Regions from separate parts of the Triticum aestivum genome. Here regions 2 and 3 are each linked to region 1. The links are chromatin contacts, called in public Hi-C and HiCAR-type maps. All regions are on one chromosome and are shown on one strand. Each heading gives the region's core, a stretch centred on a gene start, on an enhancer-like site or on the middle of the called end of the contact. The rest is flanking DNA. Distances are from core to core; before and after follow the strand shown.

What was found. A called contact is a pair of places that touch in the nucleus more often than the background predicts. HiCAR-type assays count read pairs that join an accessible place to other places.
Region 2: a Hi-C map of leaf shows a contact between it and region 1, with 2.9 times the contacts expected there. The contact joins the enhancer-like site here to the promoter of LOC123149874 in region 1. A contact is called at or near these places in 4 of 5 Hi-C or Micro-C datasets (leaf and root).
Region 3: a HiCAR-type map of leaf shows a contact between it and region 1, with 4 times the contacts expected there. The contact joins the promoter of LOC123057533 here to the promoter of LOC123149874 in region 1. A contact is called at or near these places in 1 of 5 Hi-C or Micro-C datasets (leaf) and 1 of 1 datasets of contacts at active chromatin or transcription factors (leaf).

Annotation. Positions count from the first base shown.
Region 1 is chr1A:468,830,892-468,833,478 of IWGSC CS RefSeq v2.1, reverse strand. It overlaps LOC123149874, which reads right to left and starts at 1,290. Exons shown (of 1, transcript XM_044569681.1): 1 at 689-1,290. The coding sequence starts at 1,132. The coding sequence ends at 689.
Region 2 is chr1A:468,596,581-468,599,167 of IWGSC CS RefSeq v2.1, reverse strand. No RefSeq gene overlaps it. Among protein-coding and RNA genes, the nearest start is that of LOC123057533, 16 kb to the left of the region's middle. Within about 2 kb of position 1,302, at least 8 of the 8 cell types and tissues checked have an H3K27ac peak or open chromatin away from gene starts, as enhancers often do. A contact at or near this core is called in leaf and root, where this site is marked.
Region 3 is chr1A:468,613,085-468,615,671 of IWGSC CS RefSeq v2.1, reverse strand. LOC123057533 (tubby-like F-box protein 8) reads left to right here and starts at 1,310. Exons shown (of 5, transcript XM_044480486.1): 1 at 1,310-1,580; 2 at 2,232-2,587. The coding sequence starts at 2,372.

The sequences.
Region 1 (2,587 bases), core at 41-2,540:
TTTTTTTCAAGATTGACGGGGGGGGTCAAACCCCACCGCTTGTTATATTCCAACTCGAAGAGTGACTTGGCAGTCAGTACAAATACATGAAGGCGCACACAAAGTGCAAAGGAAAATTACAGAAGACGGCGCCCAGGAGGAGAGCCAAAAACTAGAGAAAGAACGAAGAAAACAGAGGGAAAGGTTGGCACAGAGACCAAACCGAAAACCCTGGTAACCAACACCTCAGGAGCAAGCTCCGCCGAGCAGCTCGTTCCACCATCAACAAAGAACCACAAGAAGCCCTAGTCTAACCACAAGAAGCCCTTGCATACAGGAGCTAGTAGCTGAATAAGAGCTCGATCGTTTAGTGGTAGGGTTGAGAGACGTACGATGTGTTACTGCAAACCAGTCTCCACCACTCCGCGTTACATTGATTAAGGATGGTGGTACCCTGACCCCATTGGGATACTAGTAGGCTGATCATAGTACTAGTGTCATGCATATAACACTAGTCTAACTTACTACCTTCATAGTGTAAAGTAAGAGCAACTTCAATGCAGTGACCCAAACGAATGTCGATTTTGTCCGTTTTTCGTCCGTTTGGGTCGTCCGTCCGCCTGCCCGCGTCCCGCAAGCTCCCAGTAGCAGCTCGCCGCGCCGGCCGCACGCGCCCCACCCCGCCCCGCAGCTCACCGTGTCCCCCACGCCCGCCTGCAGCTTGGTCACGCCCCCGCCCGTGCTCTAGGTTGTGCGCTCGCCGCCCGTGCACGGGTGCTGCTTGTGGCTCGTCGCCAGACAAGAGCGCAGTGGCGGCGGCGTGGGTGCCGCAAGTGCCGGCCAGCCGCGGCGCGGCGAGGCGAAGCTGCGGCGAGGCAAGGCCGGGGGCGACCGGACGCAGCAGCGGAAGAATTGCATCTATGTGCTCCCATGTTTCTTCTACTGGTGCGCGTTCGTGCGAGACTGCAATCCAGTAAGCAAAATAGCAAGCACCCGGCCAACGTGTAGACATCACATGCATGCATGCGACAGCAGCATCGCGAGCTTGGCAGGGCAGCGCGAGCCTGCGCGGTGAGGTCTTCGAGAGCATCCGCTTGGCCCGGCGCTGCTTCATGAGTGCCCGCATCTCCTCTGTGCCCGAAGCGGCCGCCATGGCCGCCTTCGTCGACAGCGCGCACGTGCTCCCGCTCCCGCCGGAGGACGCCGTGGACGCCCACGAAGCGGACGCTTCCCGTCGGCTCCGGCGCTTCACCGGCGTTGCCCCGGCTCTGGTGCTTCTCCGGCGCTGCCCCGGCCCCTGCTCCCTGCTAGCTCACGACGGAGAACGAAGTGGCCGGCGGCCTGGCGCTATGGGGTGGATGGGAGAAAGATAGAAAAGTAGGAGAGAGACGGAGGTGGGATGGGTGGGTGGCCCCTCGATGACAGATGGGCCAGTGCTCGCATGCAGCGGACGGAGACGGACGGGGAAAGCAAAGAAAACGTCTGCTTTGTGTTTGCCGCGGACCCAAGTGTGACGCAAATTTGGACCAGATATGGGTCCGAGCGGACACAAAACGAACGGTAGGCAGACGCTGTGTCCATTTGGGTCGCCAGTTGGACCAAGTTTTATGTCCGGATGACCCAAACGAACAAAATTGGTCACCCGATTGGAGTTGCTCTAACATACTAGTAGCGTCATATATGGCTTCATTTATGGACGCGTCTAGTGGGCGGTCGGCTGCCCACTAGTGCGATCGAGTGGCCAGCCTAAAAAGGTAAGCCCTGTCCTCCTTCGATACAGAAAAGGAAGGGACAGGCAGCCACCAAACCGAGCCGATGGAGCGTCCAATCCCGAACAGAAAAAGCGCTCCCCACGTGGCCAACTATCCCCGGCGTCCCAGCCCCTCCCACGACCGTTCGCCCCCACGCCCCAGCCTCTCCCACGTTGCCTTCTTCTTCTCCACGAAAGAAGGGGATCTAAGGCCCTTCTTCCTCCTCTGTACAGTCGCCATTGCAGCCCAAAAGTAGAAGAAATTACTGCAAAAAATTGATCTAAGGGCGGGGTGCTCAGAGTCCTACCAGGCAGCAACATCAGGCAAGTAATTCCCCTCTGCCCCTCTTCAGTTCTCGCCCTTCTTGTACTTCATCTGTAAACCCCCTTCTCCATGGATCTATCAGCAAAACCATGGAGAAGTTGCTTCAAGAAAGTAGTAGATCTGCCACATCACCCCATTATCAACATCACACCACCCCCATGAGTGTCATGTCTGCAAAGTAAAAAAAACCAACCATGGACAGAAGCCTACTATTTTCTAGTTCGTGCAACTAAACACAAGTCGTTAAGTTTAGTTGCATGGCTTTCTATTTGCACACTAAACATGGTTTGAGATCAAGTTTAACAAAACTAAACATGTTTTCTAACATGCATGCCAGCCGAGTTTCTCCCTGGATGTGTTCAGCAAGCTGACTACTCCCTCCGTCTTTTAAAGAGTGTACTTCCAACTTTGTTGGAGGGTCAAACTATTTTAAAATTTGACCGAGTATGTGCAAAAGTATATCAATGTTTGTGAAACAAAATAGGTATATGGTGAAAATATATTTTATGATGAATCTAATGCTACTAATTTGG
Region 2 (2,587 bases), core at 53-2,552, 230 kb after region 1:
GTTTTTGGTCGATGAACCTTTTTCATCCTTTGTGTCTTGGCAATGTTAAGATAATCCATGAACAGTGAGATGAAGGCATGTGTAGATGACGGAGCCTGGAAACCCCCTTCATGAAGGGTCTTGTTGCGCGGCGTCCAGACGACCCAGATTGTAAAAAAAACACAAGTTGGCTGATCATGCGATAATGATTCTATCAGTGAAAAACAATCATCTATTTCGTATTTGGCACTCAACAAGCTCCTCATCACCCAATGCCTGCATGCATCCGACCGTGGCACTAATAGTAGCAGACATATTTCAGTATCGCAAAACATTAGTTGTTGGAAGAGAGAGTTGAGCTAACCTCCTAATGAACAAGCGTACCTTCAAAGGAACTTGTGATTTCCACAGAGCAGCCCATGCCTTCTCTTTTTCTTTCGAGCCTGAGCTTGAGGGTCACTTTCCCCATCCAACCAAGCTTCTCTTCACATTTTCATCGCTACAAGCATATGACAAGCAGACCGGGCTGAGAATGAGACCCGAGAGTCATGATTCCATGACCAAAAATCTTCCATATTACACATGGGTAGGGGAATGCTCAAGATAACATCAAAATCCATTGGATGGAAACCTTGCCGAATCAAATTTCTGTTCCACGAGGCCAAAGTATGACCTATCAACTCTCAAACAAGCCGAGGTGGCTCATTTGATAAAGACACAACGGGTCACAAGTCCGCCTCCCTTGATAACCACTACATATTGCAAGCTGAGGTAGTAGCACCATTGCCGATCCTTTGGATAAGGCCCTGGGTGAGAACATCTCTCCCATCCATAATGACTCGCCATACCTGTGACGGAAGGTACATAGTTCATCTGAAAGTTGCGTTGAGGATAATATGCAACTTTTAGTTTTTTCTTAGATCAATACGCAACTTTTAGTACACATGCGCACAGAGATTACTACACGACCCTCGGAGTTCCCCATGCCACCAATGCTTTCATTTTTCATACAAAAGTCAACGCTGCTATCCACATTTTTAGGGAGAGGAAGGGTTTTTTTATCGAGACAAATTTTTTTGAGGGGTAAACATGCTTTATTGATTGATATTCAAATTTACAGGAGTTACAAAGATATCCTGGGTTTATAAGCCGTACGTTTTTTTGAGTAATGTATAAGCCACACGTGGAGAGGTGTCCAGTTCGGTCCATTTTTTGATCGAGAAAATAGCCTTTGTAACGGCCCAGGAAACTGGCTGTCTGCATCCACCACTGGCCCACAGAACCACTCTCTCCGGATCCCACCGCAGGCCAATCAGCCCGCCAGGAAAGCCCATCCAAAGCCGTGTGGCCCATCGGGAGCCGAGTCGCCTTGAGGCATCGAAAGCAGAACCGAGACCCCTAAAAAAAAGCAGAACGGAGACCCCTCAAAAACAAAAAACAAAAGCAGAACGGAGTAAATGGCGCACACAGAAAGGGCGGAGACTGGAGCGGGGAGGGTTTTGGTGCCAGCGCCGCTGGGCGGAGAAACCCCATCCCTCGCGCCCTCCGCCCGCCGCCGGGAGTCTCCGGATCTGCTCGCCCGCCGCCGGCATCGTCCCCTTCGCTTCGGTGGGAAGTTCTCCGCCGCATTGCCCCGTCCCCTACGTCTCTTCCCCCCTTCGATTCCATCGGCTCTCCGGTGGTTTGATGCTCTGTTCCGGTCGATCTCGGTGTAGATTTACCTTCATAGCTTGTTTGGTCCATCTCTAGTGTACTGTAATTTTTGCTTGCTGCATGGATTTTTCCTTGGCTTGGCCGTTGCGTTGCAAGGTTGGAGTCCCTGAAATGGCTAATGCGGCGTGGCTTCTCTGTTCTGGGCGCTGAGGCATGTGTCTGGGTCAGCCGTTGCTTCCGCTGAAGATCTGCCACTGACCCATGGCCCTGCCCTTGTTGAGGTCTACCTCTGCTTCCTTCTCCTCTTCCTCGTCGCCGCACCTTTGCCATGGCCTCGCCTCCTCTTTCGGTTCACCCAGACACGCCCCAGCGCCAGCTTTGGAGCCCGCTGCATTAGCCTATGACGAACCTGAAATCTGAGGGCCATGTTGTGATACAGAATTCTTGGTATTTTCATCTGAACCCAACTCTTTTTCATGGTCACACTGTAAAACAGGCAGCTTCCGCACATTGTGTAAGATAATTAATTGATGCCATTGAATCACCAACTTAGCCCGGATCCTAAGCCATGCTCTGACAGATGTTACTAGTCTATCTCAGGATCATTTTCGTACATTTTTATTTTTTATTTCGTTTCTTTTACTCTATTTTGTGTCATGTGTCATCATTTGCCATTCTTGAATGCAGGTTGGCTCCTTTGTACGTAGCAAATATGACATGCTTTGCTACAGATTTGGTGACCAAACGTCTTTTACATGTTTGTTGCTTTTCTTTCTGTTTCCTTACCAGTTTAACCTCATGTTACATCTTACGCCATTTCTGATCCTAATTGTGAACCTTTGGCTTTGTGCTAAAAAAACATTTTGACTATTTTGTGATGGTTTTGTTTTGGTCTTCTGGATGGTGGTACTCTCTCTCTGAGCACCTATGTTTTTAAGGCGACGCCTTACCGCCT
Region 3 (2,587 bases), core at 61-2,560, 220 kb after region 1:
GCTATACCATATCATGCTATTATGAATTTTCTGAGATGTTTATCCCTTTTGTTGTTTGCACCCTTTGATTGCTCAGTAGTCAATTATTAGGATGATTTCTCACAGTAAATATCAAATTAAAAAAGGTGCTCTTCCTAGTGTTGTTACCATCTATAACACGTAACATTCCAGAGTGCGTCATGTCCGCGTGAGTACAAAATGGGTTATGAGGTGTAAGACAGGTGTATGGTCAGACCATTGTAATATCTCGCACGAGGTATCCCTCCACCATGAATAACAAGAAGAAGCGGGATGTAGGGTATTACTCTACGGAGGCCCGACCCTGGGATAAACTGTGCGTGCGGGCTCCGTCCCGGTACTTTCGACCTCGTCATGAACCCTACAGAGGGATCTGACGGTATTTTACGCCGTCATTCGGATCCTCTAGCACCTCCACCCGCCCTCTGTCTCCGGCAGGCTCTTCTCCGATTCCATGCGGCGACGGTGGCCGAAGGGAAGAATAGAGTGGGAGAAAAGGGCGGGAGTTGCGTGGAGAGCGGCTGTATGGAAGATGAGATTGGGGTTTTTGCCGCGGAAACAGGGCAGACAACTACAAAAAGCGCGGGCTCCGCCTGCCTTTTGGGTGGGCCAGGGTGTCGGGGTCCTACGTGTCTGCTACTCGGACTTCCGCAAAACCCCACGTTTGGTACCAGTTTTGTCGGGAAAACGTGATCCGAACCGCTCGGCGGACCGATACAAGACTTTCTTGGATGGCACAACTCGTACGGTTGATTTGAGGGTTGGTGTTGAAGATGCCCTAACACGTCGTACATCATACATCGTACAGATAGTATAGTAGTACATCTTCCAGAGTGTAGACTGGTCTATTCACTCGCCCTGATCCCTGATTGATTTGTTAAAACAACCGTGTTAACCCAATCGGCAGCACGTCAGCGTGCGGTCGCCAGCGCCAGGAGCCCCCGCGCCCACGGGCAGCCGTGCACGCGGGCGAAAGCAGAAAGCTCGGCCAAAGCCCACCAAAAGCGACCCGCTTTCCCTGCCGCGGCAGCGAGCCAGCGAAATGCGCGCAGGTAGCGAGCGACGCAGGCGCCAGCGGACTCGGGAGACGTCAGGAACCAAGAAGAAAATGGAGCGGCAGGAGCGAGGCTGACGCCGTCACGCCCCGCGCGCAAGTCGGCACGCACACACACCCACACGGCAGGAGGACAGGAGACGGAACGCAACGGAACGGTCAACCGAACGCCACCCCCCGCCCCGTGGACCGGAGCGAGCGAGCGCGGACGGGAGACGATAAACAACAGCCGCGGCACCCGCCTCGTGTGTGTGTGTCTCTGCGCCTTTCCCCATTCCCCTCCGCTCGCTCGCTCCGGGTCTCCCTCCCTCCCTCTTCACACCCACCTCACCTCCTCTCCTCTCTCTCCCACACTCTTCGCGTGCCCAAGAAAGGAACCTCCAGGCGGGGACGGCGTGAGCGCGGCAGCTGGGGCTGGAGCCGGATCGACCTCGTTCGTCTCCAGAGGCGGCGGCACGGGCGCGGGAGCTCCGGATCGGCGCTCAAGACCCCCAGAGTCCGCGCTGATGTGAGTTATTTCGGGGAGTCTTGGCCTTCCTCCGTCCTTGATTTGATTGATTGACGCGCCGGTTGTGCAGGGGCGAGCTTTTCGGGGCGTTTACTGTCCGGATCAAGCGACCGTGCGTCCGGATGCGGCAGTAAATGCCGAGTTCTTGGCATCTTTTTGTTCTCTCGTCCGTTAAATTCGTCCGTGCCAAGAGTTCGTTCAGCTGTCCTAACGCCTCGGCTTTGACTGCCACAGTCGTCGTTCTTGTCCCCGCACAAGACTTCAGATCTCGCGTAGGAACCTGTCGATTTCTTAGCACTACATATGTTCTTCAGAGATCCTCTTTTTTATTGTCTCTATCCGGGGTGAAATGGAGCCTTCTTGATTTATTTATTTTACCATGGAACGGCATATTTCCAAGTTTGTCATGGGATAGCTGTACTAGGGTGAAGATTTCTTTCTCCAAATGTCGCAGCATGCCACCGGGGTATCATGTTCTTTTTTTTCCCGGCGCCGCCATGGCCATTTTCGATGTGTGGACTACTCTTTTTCTCTTGATGAGGCGATTTGTTCCTAGCAGGGGGCTGCAACGGAATTAGTATAATTTTTCACCAAGACGGGTGTCTCTTTCATGCTATACTCACCAAGGTTATTTTGCTCTCTCTTCCGCAGGTACACGTTGATGATTGCTTCTATCTAGACATACTCCGGAGCAGCAATCCTTGCTCTGGTGCCGTGATCTGTGACCTCTGCTCAATAAGAGGAACAGTTTAGAAAGCTTCGAGCTTCCAGCCTGCATCTACCTAGCGCAGATGTCGTTCCGCAGCATAGTTCGTGATGTCAGGGACGGTTTCGGCAGCCTGTCGAGGCGGAGCTTCGAGGTGACCATCTCCGGCCTGTCCGGCCTCACCGGGCACCACAGGGGCAAGTGCCAGAGCACGGTGCACGAGCTCCGCGACGCCGATCTCATAGTCCAGGAGAGCCGCTGGGCCAGCCTCCCTCCCGAGCTCCTCAGCGACGTGATCCGG